3 separate regions of the Zea mays genome follow, and all the other regions are linked to region 2. The links are chromatin contacts, called in public Hi-C maps. All regions are on one chromosome and are shown on one strand. The core of a region is the stretch at or near the end of the contact, and the rest is flanking DNA. Distances in the headings are between cores, read along the strand shown.

Region 1 (3,896 bases), core at 1,293-3,792, 220 kb after region 2:
AGTCTAATGTAGTGCTGACAGTAGTATTGCTTGAGCATATTACATTTGGGTGCTTGTGTGAAGCTGTGGGAATATGAGATATCTTTGAATTTGCCCTTTTATAGCTCAATCTTACTCATTACATGTTCTTGGAACTTTATGGAGTGATCGTTCTATGAAGTCTCTAAAATGGGTTCTCTTATATCACGAAGAACTTCTTAAATTATGGAGTACGCAGAAGCTTACATTGACCATAAACCATTCAATAATAATTTATAGGTATCAATAAGAATAATTGACCATAAATCTTTGGGTTGTTCTACATATGTTGTAGCTATTTATGTGCTTGGAATGGTTGCAGTATGCTAGCGGCGCATGGATACCGATGTATCCTTTCACCTGGAGTATTCTAGGTATTGTATTTTCTATAGCGAAACGACAAGCTAGAGGTGAACTAACTCAAACTTGAAATGGATTGTAAACTTGAAAAGTATACACACTAGAATTTATATGGGGTAATTGCAATGGAAAACTAGGTGTATGAGAAAGAAATAGATAGGGACCCTAAGATCGGTAACTAGTTAAAGTTGCTTGAAAGGACAACGAGGACTCAGAGAGCCAAACTATATTTTTACTGTGTTGCAAAGGATTATTTGGGTTAACGTGTGGATAATCAAATATGAGAGAGAACTTTCTTCGAACAAAATTCTATAGGTTCCGAGGGTTACTAGGGGTAGATAGACAAAACCTCGAAGCGAAGCCAGCTATCACCTATGGGCCTACCAAGTGACATGGTCAGGATACCCATGCCACGCTCTTGTTGTCACCAAGAGGGGCTACCAACCATAGTTGCGTGGATAGATGACACATTATAATAGTGTTGAAGCAACACTAAAGCTCCTCCATAGCGAGGGTCAGAGCTAGGCAGCCTAGTAGTTAACTAGGACTAGGTGTGACTTATAACACCAGCAAGCCACACGACTTGTTTAACGACAGACTAACACAATCCTAAGCCTTAAATTAAATTGTCCCTAGACTACCGCAAAAATAATCATGAAGTAGAAGTAAAGTAATACTTGAAGTAAAACTGAAAGTAATACTCAAAAGTAGACTTGCCTCACACCATATATGCCTGACGCACAATACATAATTTGATCTCATCTTAAAAAAAGTTTTGCCAGGACAGTCACATTGCAAGATTTCATCTAGTTCCGTCATGAAAGATGAAGACCATACAAGTCATGCGCTGTCCTGCTTGCACAAGTCAACTTTCTATGCCTGTATCCTGTCCTTGCCTGCTGGGTAGGGCTGGACGAAATGCTCGTGGGTCGTCGGTTCGCTCGGTTCATGGTCAGCTCGAATCGACTTGTTTGAATTTTTTTCACGAGCTAAGTTGTTATTCTAGCTCGGGTCGATAACGAGCAAGCTCGGTTCGTTAATAAGCCAGCTCGTGAGCTAAACGAGCTATCACATTTTAGTAAAACGAAACTATATATATATCATTTATGTAACAATTGATGACATATTATATGTATGTGTCGTGTGTATGGCCTATGAGTTAAACTAATAATTGATGGACTATGTCTATGTGTTAAGTTGATGTATGCGAATATAGCTATGTGTTAAACTGGTGAACATGTGTCTGAATTATGAATTGATGAGTTGTGTTAATTTGTTGTTACATTGTTATGGTCTATAAAACTTAGTATAATTACTATTTTCTATTATTAATTTATTTTAAAATTAATTAGAAATTGATTATTATATACATATTCCTTTTTTCTGCTCTAGCTTGCCAACTAAACGAGCCAGCTCGAACTCTTAAACGAGCCGAGCCAACTATGTGGCTCGTTAGCTTAACGAGCAGCTCGAACTTGGATGAGCCGAACCGAGATAGCTCGATATCTAGCCCCAGGGGCGACGCCACGTTCACCTTTCTCAATAGCAAAATATTTTTAAATAAGAAGAAGATTTTAACCCTTCTAATCTCCTCTCATCTTGTGGCTCCGAAACTAATATTAAGAACTAGTTTGGGAGCCATAAAACCAGAATAGATTAGAGAATTAAATTTTCGCTTTATATTTAATTTTAAATAAAAATAGAAATTTAGCCCTACAACCATCTCTGGTTTTATCGCTTCCAAAGCCATTAAGGTGCACCACGGCAAAATTGGCGCTGGATTCGCCCCGTCTGTCCCTACTGCTGAGGTACCAATCTATAGGTCACGCGCAGCACAGTGGCGTCCGGTTGCCCCGTTTCATGGCAGTGCCACGTCTACGAGACCATTGTACACGGCGTGGAGGCGTTGACGGACCACCAGCGACTGACTCACACGAGGACACGACCCGATCGATGCCGTCCAATCGCGCGCGATCCATCCATCCATCCCCTGCCTCCACTCGCTGGCGGGTCGCCACTGGAATCGAGCGAACCCACCAGTGGGCTCCACAGCGCCGACTAGAAATTCCAATCGGGTTAAAACCCGCGCGCCAAATCCGGGCCCACGCTAGCTCCCTCCCCTATATACGCGACCCCACGCCGCCGCTCCTCCAACCCTGGCCTTCACATCCCGTACTCGTCGCCAGCAAGCAAGCGCTCCCCGCGTGTTCACACCTCGACCTGCGACGTAAGGCCGGCGTGGACCAGCCGCCGACCACACGCCTTGGAGTCTGCCAGCCGCCGACCACAAGCGCCGCCGCCGACCGCCGCAAGGGGGAGGAGAGATGAAGTGGGGGCTGGCAGCCGCCGTGGCTTCCGCGGCGACCGTGGCGGCGGCGTCGGGCGCCGAGCTCCTCGCCTGCGACTGCGACGCCTCCGCTCCGTCGCCGGCCCCTGCCGCGACCGTCGGCAGGTGCGACGGGCTGGTGCTCTCCCGGCAGCACCACGACGACGAGGTCCCTGAGGTGCGTCTCCCGCGGATCGAGGATTCCTGGGTCCCCCTCCCGGCCTCCCCTGTCTTGTATGGCGCGATATATAATATAGGAGGGATAACGATTCCGCCTCGATTTACATTCCAAGTAAAGATCGGGGGGAAATAGAAGCAGGGTTGGCTAATTGGTACCGTTCGCGCCTGTTTTTCACCACAGGGATCCTCGTCGGCGTCGAGGGACAACAGCCATAGCGGCGGTCGCCGCGGGCAGCGGTTCGCGCCGCGATTCGATGGCCTGCGCTTCATCGAGACGCTCGTCACGGCGCACCGCTGAAGCGACGGACCCGCGATCCGCCTGGCTGCCTATGCTCCGGTGGTAATCTCCCCGCCGCCATGATTCGGCGATTCGTTGTTGCTGGTGGCGCTTAGGCCACCGAGTTTTGTTAGAACAACAATTTCAGGCTTCCCCTTTTCATTTGGTGCTGTGCTGTTCGTCCTCTTGTTGATGTCGGTGGTCCGTGACCATTCATTCTCCTTTTTTAGCTTGTTTGTGTTTGTGCGAGAGGGAAGGATTAAGATTATACCCGGCATGTCGATTTGAGCAAACGCTACTCTATTTCTTTATTTATAATGTCACACATTTCTTCGTCCCTGATTTGGTTGTTTGGACAAGCATTATTGGAATTCGAAGTCGCTGGCACGCAGGCCATGTCGTCGTACGGGGCCCATATTTCAGGGACTTCTAGTTCTCTAGTAGTGCATCAGAGTATCCCGGTGCCCCCCTTTTTATTTGCACCATCTTTTTCACAAGTATATATATATATATATATATATTCTGTTGGATGCAACACCGTTTTTTTTTTTTTGAGAATTGCTGGAGTTCATCCTTTCACATGGCATCTTGGTTAACTTTGATTTGGGTGCAACTTGCCAAATCCACATCCTAGTCTTAAAGCCTGTTTGGTTTCCTACCTAAGGCGTCATAATCTGTCTAACCCTAGTCGCTCGAATTGAAGAACTAAGGTTAGATAGAAAAGTTAGACACGTT
Region 2 (3,565 bases), core at 426-2,925:
CTGTCGACACCTCTTCCCATTGCCGTGACGGCGCGCTTGTGCCGCTGTCTTGCGGGCCCCGCTTGTCAGCTCTTCCCCTCCTCTAACCTCCGGTCTGCGCACCCGCCATGGCCGCGCCCACGTCCGCGCAAATCCCGACCACTACCCACGTGCCTGACCTCTACTCAAACCCCCTCCTCCCGTCCACTCTACCATTTCCTCCACTTGCAGCCACCTCCCAGCTCGCCTTCGCTCGTGCGCTGCCTCTTCCCCGAGCTCGAAGGGCCGTCATAGTTCACCGCGCCCTCACGTCTGTTATGCCGCCGTCGTTGAGGCCTCGCTGTGCCCATTGCTTCGGTGAGTTCCGCCTCGGTGTCCGCAACTCGAGATGCGCCTCCATTTGCCCTCTCCCCTCTGGTTCTATCTGCCCGTGCTCACCAGAGCTTTCCCTCGTGTAGCCGGAGGACCGCCGCCCTCGATCCAGGCCCTCGTCGTGTCCCTATCACCGTTCAAGGGTCTCGGAGTCTCCTCTCGAGGTAAACACCCAGCCCCTCCCCTATTTCCCCCTGGTCTGCCCTTGGTTGTGCGCGATTGCTCACCGGAGTAGGATTGCGCCGCCGCCGTGCCGCCTCACCGTGAACCGCCCCCTCCAGCGCCCTTGTGCCGGTGCTGTGCCCCTAGCCGTGTTCGCCGCACCGCCCTGAATCTCCCTGAGCCCTTTTCGGCGTCCCAGCGGGCCCCAGCGTGCTCGCGCCCTCATCTCTGGCGGGCCTCCGTTGTGGACACGAGCGGCGCCACCGCTGGTGGTCGAGGGACCTAGCCTAGGCTGGCCGTTAGATCCCAGGCGTCCGTCTGAGATTGGATGACCCAGATTTAATAAGACCTAACCTAATCCCGATCGCCCGTCTGAGATTCGACCGCTCGGATCTCCCCCTCATCTGCGCCCATCTGCGTACGTCCTCCTCCTCCGACGATGAGCTAAGGCGGCTACCTCATGGCCACATGTTCCGTGTTAACTGCCCTCGGTAACGAGCTTCTCACCTGGCACGCCACCGCCACCGCCATCCGCCTCCTCTCGAGCGTCTCCTCCCTTTAGCTCCTGCCCTCGCATGCTGCTGAAGATGCAACTGCTGCTTCCGCGCCTCCTCGTGAGGGAGGAGGCAGATCTAGAAGGGAGAAGTAGTCAATATGAGAGAGGGAGAGTCCAGGAGGAAACATGACACGGACGCTCATAGCTCTATTTGATAAAAACGATGGGTCTAGAGGAGGATGTGAGCACGCGTCCGAAGCACAAACAACATCCTAAACTTGTGTGGGTTTTAATAAGAAAAATATTAGACTATATCTAGCAGATCTTGTAAAACAATGTGTTTTATACCGTAGATAATAATATTTAGAGTGAAGTTTGAAATAAAAGATGAGATAGACGAGATACGTAGCGGCTTAGATATAAGATGATATAGATAAGATGAGATAGACAGCTCATTTTTTTTATACAGGCCCATAGACGGAATGTACAGGGGCTCATTTTTTTAGGAACAATTGGATCTATACCATTAAAAGATCCAAACTTTAGATATATACCATGGACCCCATATGTCATTGACTCATGTGGACCCACATGTAAGTGAGATAGTAATGGTATGGATCCAAAGTGATGATCTTTTAATGGTATGGATCCAAATTTCCCTTTTTTTTATCAACAAACAATTGGAAAACGGCTGCTCCATTCCGACTACCAGGGCAGTATCATGAAAAATAGAACGAGAAGGTACCAAAGCTGGGAAAATATCGTCACAGAGGCCCAGGTCCTCGCCGCCCCCGATGGCCGACTCCTCCGGTCGCAGTGGCGGCCGCCCCACGTCAGCCTCGCCATCCACTGCCACACACACCTCACCGGCGTCTTTCGACGGCGGTCTCCTACTCCGCCTCCTCCAAAACCCTCCTTCTGCGCACCCGCGAGAGGAAATCCTCGCCCCGTCCCCCGTTGCCCCGGGGGCGCACCACTTCTTTAGTGACCCTGCCGTCGCCGCCGTGGGGCCTCTCTTCGCCGCATCGGCGCAGACGCAAGGAGGGGACTTCGGGTGGTCCTCCACCTCGACCACGCACGTACAGCAGCAACCCCGATTCTCGGATCCCCGATTCGCTCCAGGGGACCCCTTCGCTGCTCTTGGCGGTAGAGGGTTCGGATCTGGGGATGCGGTTAGGGCGGAGAGGCCTCGGTCGGGGGCGCCGCCTCCAGGGTTTGGCAAGCCGTCGCATCCACTTCCTGCTGCCCGTGATGCGCGGAGTGCATCTGGTGTGGTATTGCGTAAGGAGCAGTACAATCCTCGTCCCGTGGATTTCGTTCCGGCTCTTGCAGATGTTCGTGATCCGGTTGGCAGAATGCCTCATGGACACGGAGAGCAGTTTTACAGGGAACAGCAGCAAGATCGTTTTTTGTCACGGACCCCGCCTGAGATCAATGCCAATGGACAGTTTGGCAGGATGCCAATTGGAGAGCAGCATACACTTCCTATCTTAGGTGGCAGGAGGCTCCATGTAGATCAGTACATGCCTCCCGTCCAGGAAGGCAGGGCACCACATGGTGGTCATGGCAAGCATGAATCCCGCTTAACCAATCCGCTACAAAGGGAGCAGAGGTGGCAGGGTCTTAGGGAGGACAAGGGCTATGCTTCGCGGAAGCTGCCAAATGTGAATGCCCATTACACATCTGGTAAGGCACTGGTGAAGGAGGTGCACCATTTGACAATACCTGCTGGCAGTTCAGTTCCAGTGGAAATTACGGAGAATCAAGCGAGTGGTTTGGAAGGAGGCAGAATAGGGAAAGTAGTTTTGGAGGATGGAATTGATGAAGAAGGGGTAGTGGAGGCAAGTAAGTTTGAAGTGTCATATGAAAAGAGTAAGATTAGATTTGCTGGACATGATGAACAAGATGATGGTGGTGACAGGGAAGATGCTATAATTGAGCAGATGGCACAAAATCTGCTGATTGATGGCAATGGTGATGCCAAGGGAGTAGTGTTGGAAAAACCTATCCTGAGGAGTAAGGTAAATTGGATCATTTTTCATAACCCGTGTCTGTAATGAACAACTAGATTTTAATTCTAGATTGCCCAATTTTCATAGTCCAACAATCCACACTCCAACCTTTTGTACTCACCATGCCATTACAATGTACTCCCTCCGTTCCAAATTATGTTGCTTTGACTTTTTTTTTGCTAAATAGAATTTGCTATGCATCAAGATATATATATATATATATATATATATATATATATATATATATATATATATATAGATAGATAGATAGATAGATAGATAGATAGACACACACACACAACAAATTCAGTGTACTAAAAAAGTCAAAGTGACTTATAATTTGGAAAGGACGGAGTACTTGTTTGTTTATTTTTCCCAATCACCTCTCCCTCGCACTTCCCACTCTGCACTGTGGCCATGGCAACAGCAAGCTCTTTGTTGTTCAACTCATTTGTAAGGAACTGAACGGGAAATATGATGTGAATAGAGGGGGCCATAGACAACCCGTTTTGAGGCCATGATTGCAAGGAGATGTGGGCCATGG
Region 3 (3,688 bases), core at 180-2,679, 140 kb after region 2:
CGAACCATATGCATACAAAGCAAGCTAGTTAGCATTCTCATCAGAGTCGTTTAATTAGATCTGTATTAGAAACATAACTTTTTAAATTGTAAATACCACTAAAATATGGTGGTGGTTTACCTATATAAGACAAATTAATGTCATTCAGCGCCTAGATCGTATGTACCCTGGCATAATAACAATTAACAAGCAAGCATAGGTTGCCCCAACTCCTAATGGCTCTCATGTCACAAGCGAGTGCAGATCAGACGAGCCTCGTCATCAGCTGATGACTCCATTAGGTCATGATGATACAAGAGTTGGTGTCGGGATCGACCAGCGCCGGCACGAGATACTTCCTGCCGTTCCGGCCGACCACGTTGTACCCAGCTCCGGTAGCCGTGTCAAGCCTGACAGCGCCGGGGTACCCCGGGTACGCGCCGCGGCCGTAGACGCCGGGGCATGCAGCCGCCACCTCCACGGGTGCGCCGGGGTCGCCCTGGAAGTATCCGTGCCCATATGGGTTGGTGACCGCGCCCGCCAGCAGCGCCGCGAGGTTGATCAGCATGCCGTCCACACCGACGTCGCCGTTTGGCGCGGCCAGCGTCTCGCCGCGGCCGCGCCCGGGCACATGCCTGGCGCCGTATGCGAAGCCCTCGGCCGGGTGGAATGGCCACGCGCACCGCCCCGGGCACTGAACGGCGGCGTCGCCCACCCACACGTGCGCGGCTCCCCCAGGCGCGGAGGCCCCGTGCGTCCCGCACGCGCTGCTGCATTGTCCCTCGACGGCGACGTCGGCGGCAGTGAGCACGACGGCCACGCCTCCTGGCGCGACGCCGAGCCGCGCCGCCAGCCGCTCGACCTGGACCCTGGACAGCGTCTTCCCCAGCGAGCACGCCTCGTCGTGCACCTGGTTGGCCAGAAGCACCCGCGGCGGCTCCCGGCCGGCCTTGCGCGCGTACCGGTCCACCGTCTCCCACCAGCGGGCCACCGACGGCGCAGGCGCGGGTCCTGGCGTCCCAAATCCGTGGCGCTGCGGCTGGCGGCCGCGCGGGGAGAGGGAGAGCAGGAAGTCGGCGATGACGGCCTTCTGGTGTGGCGAGAAGGCGCCGTAGTAGAGGACGGAGACCGGCACGGCGCCGTCGAGCACCTCGCCGGCGTGGTAGACCATGGCGGACGGCGGCGGCGGGCGGTAGAGCGAGGAGTGGCACGGGCGCGCCAAACTGAGCAACAGGACGGCGAGGTGGACGGCGCCACAGCCGACGCACGATGTTGCCTGCTTGCCCATGGTTGTGGCGGTTTTGTCTTGCGCACCGATCGAGCTGCGCTTGCACACTATGCAACACGCAAGGTTGTGAGGCAGGCAGCTAGCTATATACATGTCTCGCCTCGCTCTCGAACGGTATCTTTGTTGCTTCCCATGGGCGGGCGGGGCGAGCATCTATCGCAAGGCATGCATGGAATGGGTACCCGGCGTGCGTGCGTGCGTGCGCTCGGTGATGCAACACGCCAGGAGACTGGTTATAATTGCTTTGCTTGGAAGGCAGGCAGGCTATTGGAACTTGGAAGGCAGGCTTGAGGGCTAGGAAAACACGTATATCAGTCTTGTGTACGCCTCACATTGAAATTGGGCCGGGGTCTGCCACCGTTACCATCTTACAGACCCTTACGGATGAAGCCCAAGTGATTGGAGCCCAAAGTCTTCACAGTTTACAACATGCGTTCGGGTATAATAATTTTGATCCCTACCATTACAGATAAGCCTATGTCAGAGCATTCCCAACACATCCCTCTGTGGCCGTTCATCCCTAACCAAAAAAAAACACCCTCAAAAATTCTCTCCGTTCAACATCCTACATTTAGTGATATCTTAAGTTATTCTCTCTCAAATTCACGATGTATATATTATTAGAGATAGGACAGCTGGCGAAGGGATTTCTTTTGTCAGAATGTTGCCCTATATCTAAGGATTTAAGGGATTAGAACTCTTGGAGATGCTCTTAACTCATTTGGCAGATCAGAGGACATTTGGAGTCGTCGCAGGTGTCAGCAAGAGTTATATAACTTTTGTTGCTGTTTTTTTCTGACTAAAGTTTTTCATTACCCCAGAAGGAGCATTTTTACCATATTTTTTCTAGCTGAAGTACACAAGCAAGAACAATAAGTATAGATGTCCAAATGTGCCGCCCGGCCCGACTCGGCACGGGCCCGCTGTTAGCACGGCCCGATAAAACTGGTATGGGCACGACACGGTTACTACCTCGTGCCGGGCCAGGCCAGCACGCCGTGCCACCTCCTCGGCCCAAGCCCGGCACGATCGCTGCCAGATCGGGCCGTGCCATACCGTGAGCCCGGTGGGCTAGATTGGGTCGGGCCGCCCAATAGCCCGAAAACAAATCGGATTTACAATATATATTCCAGAATCCAGATTCATATCTAAATCACAATTCAAATATATATTCCAAAGCATCACATTAATACTTCAGGAAACAATCCAGATTCAGTTTACATTATCCAGATTCATATACAATACATGTCACCATACAACTAGAAGTCCACATCACAATCCAGATTCAGCAAAATAGATATTTAATTACATTTGGAGCTGATGCGCGATGCTGCCTCGTTAAAAACCTTTCTAGGTAAAAACTCACACCTCATGAGAAAACCCTAGAAAGGAAAAAAGAGTACAGCTAGCTCCAAATTTAAGTAATAGTGTTCATTACAGTCCACAGTACAGAAAACAAATAAGTGTTCATTACAAACATTTCAAACAGAGGCTGCATCTTCAAGGATCATACTTTCATGTATAAGTTCCATCTCTTTGGTGTCCTTCTCCACATTGTGCTGCATATGTGAGTTCGCTAATTCCCAGTCCTTTATACATGATAAAATCTCCACCATATCACTGTGAGTCGGCGACGGCGCTCCTCAATCATTCTGCCAACAAGACTAAAAGTTGATTCAGAAGATATAGTTGAAGCAGGGACAGTCATGACATCTTTAGCAAGGAGAGAAAGAATAGGATAGGTAAGTTTATGTTCATGCCACCAACTCAATATGTTGAAGTCTTCATTGAACTGTGAGACAGTATCACTGTCAAGATATGAAGATGACTCTGGGAGGACGCTTACTAGAACTGGTGGCAGCAATGCTTGTCCCGGTCGGTGTCGGGCTCGTGGAGCCTGTGCCTGTCTGACCACCGGCGGCGGCACCAGGGACATCATCATCGTTGTCGATGTTGATGGAAGCACTACCGCCAAACAGGGCTCGGGCATCCTCTGCTTCGTTATGATCTTCTAGTCGGTGCTCCTCCTCCACAGCGGACGGATGAAGGTCATCGTCCATGCTGTCGTGCCGTAGACGGCTGGCTCCTCACCGGCGACTGAGGTCCCTCGACGGCTACGCGGCACCGACACAAGCGATACCTATGAAATCAAGATCTAATACATAAGATAGGGGGTGGAGAATGGAGATTAGGGTTCGGAGGACGAGGAGGACCTGCGTAGCCGGAGCACCTTAGTCGCCTTGAGAGCACCACCGCGAGGACCGAGGACGAGGAGGAACACCACTGCTATGAGGATGCCAGGAGCCCAGGATGGCCGGATGGGGATTACCCGATTAGGGTTCGGGATGTGAGGAAGGGAAGAGGATGAGCGAAGAGATGAGGAGGAGAAGATGAGGAGAGTATAGATGTCCAAACAAGCCG

Evidence for each region. A called contact is a pair of places that touch in the nucleus more often than the background predicts.
Region 1: a Hi-C map of endosperm shows a contact between it and region 2, with 4 times the contacts expected there. The contact joins the promoter of LOC100274993 here to the promoter of LOC103626268 in region 2. A contact is called at or near these places in 7 of 25 Hi-C or Micro-C datasets (bundle sheath, ear, endosperm and 2 more).
Region 3: a Hi-C map of leaf shows a contact between it and region 2, with 4 times the contacts expected there. The contact joins the promoter of LOC103626267 here to the promoter of LOC103626268 in region 2. A contact is called at or near these places in 3 of 25 Hi-C or Micro-C datasets (ear, leaf and tassel).

What each region holds. Positions count from the first base shown.
Region 1 is chr5:40,949,594-40,953,489 of Zm-B73-REFERENCE-NAM-5.0, reverse strand. It overlaps LOC100274993, which reads left to right and starts at 2,542. Exons shown (of 2, transcript NM_001149219.1): 1 at 2,542-2,882; 2 at 3,066-3,484. The coding sequence starts at 2,703. The coding sequence ends at 3,182.
Region 2 is chr5:41,165,613-41,169,177 of Zm-B73-REFERENCE-NAM-5.0, reverse strand. It overlaps LOC103626268 (UTP:RNA uridylyltransferase 1), which reads left to right and starts at 1,675. Exons shown (of 6, transcript XM_008646661.4): 1 at 1,675-3,030. The coding sequence starts at 1,804.
Region 3 is chr5:41,024,026-41,027,713 of Zm-B73-REFERENCE-NAM-5.0, reverse strand. LOC103626267 reads right to left here and starts at 1,429. Exons shown (of 1, transcript XM_008646660.3): 1 at 47-1,429. The coding sequence starts at 1,420. The coding sequence ends at 278.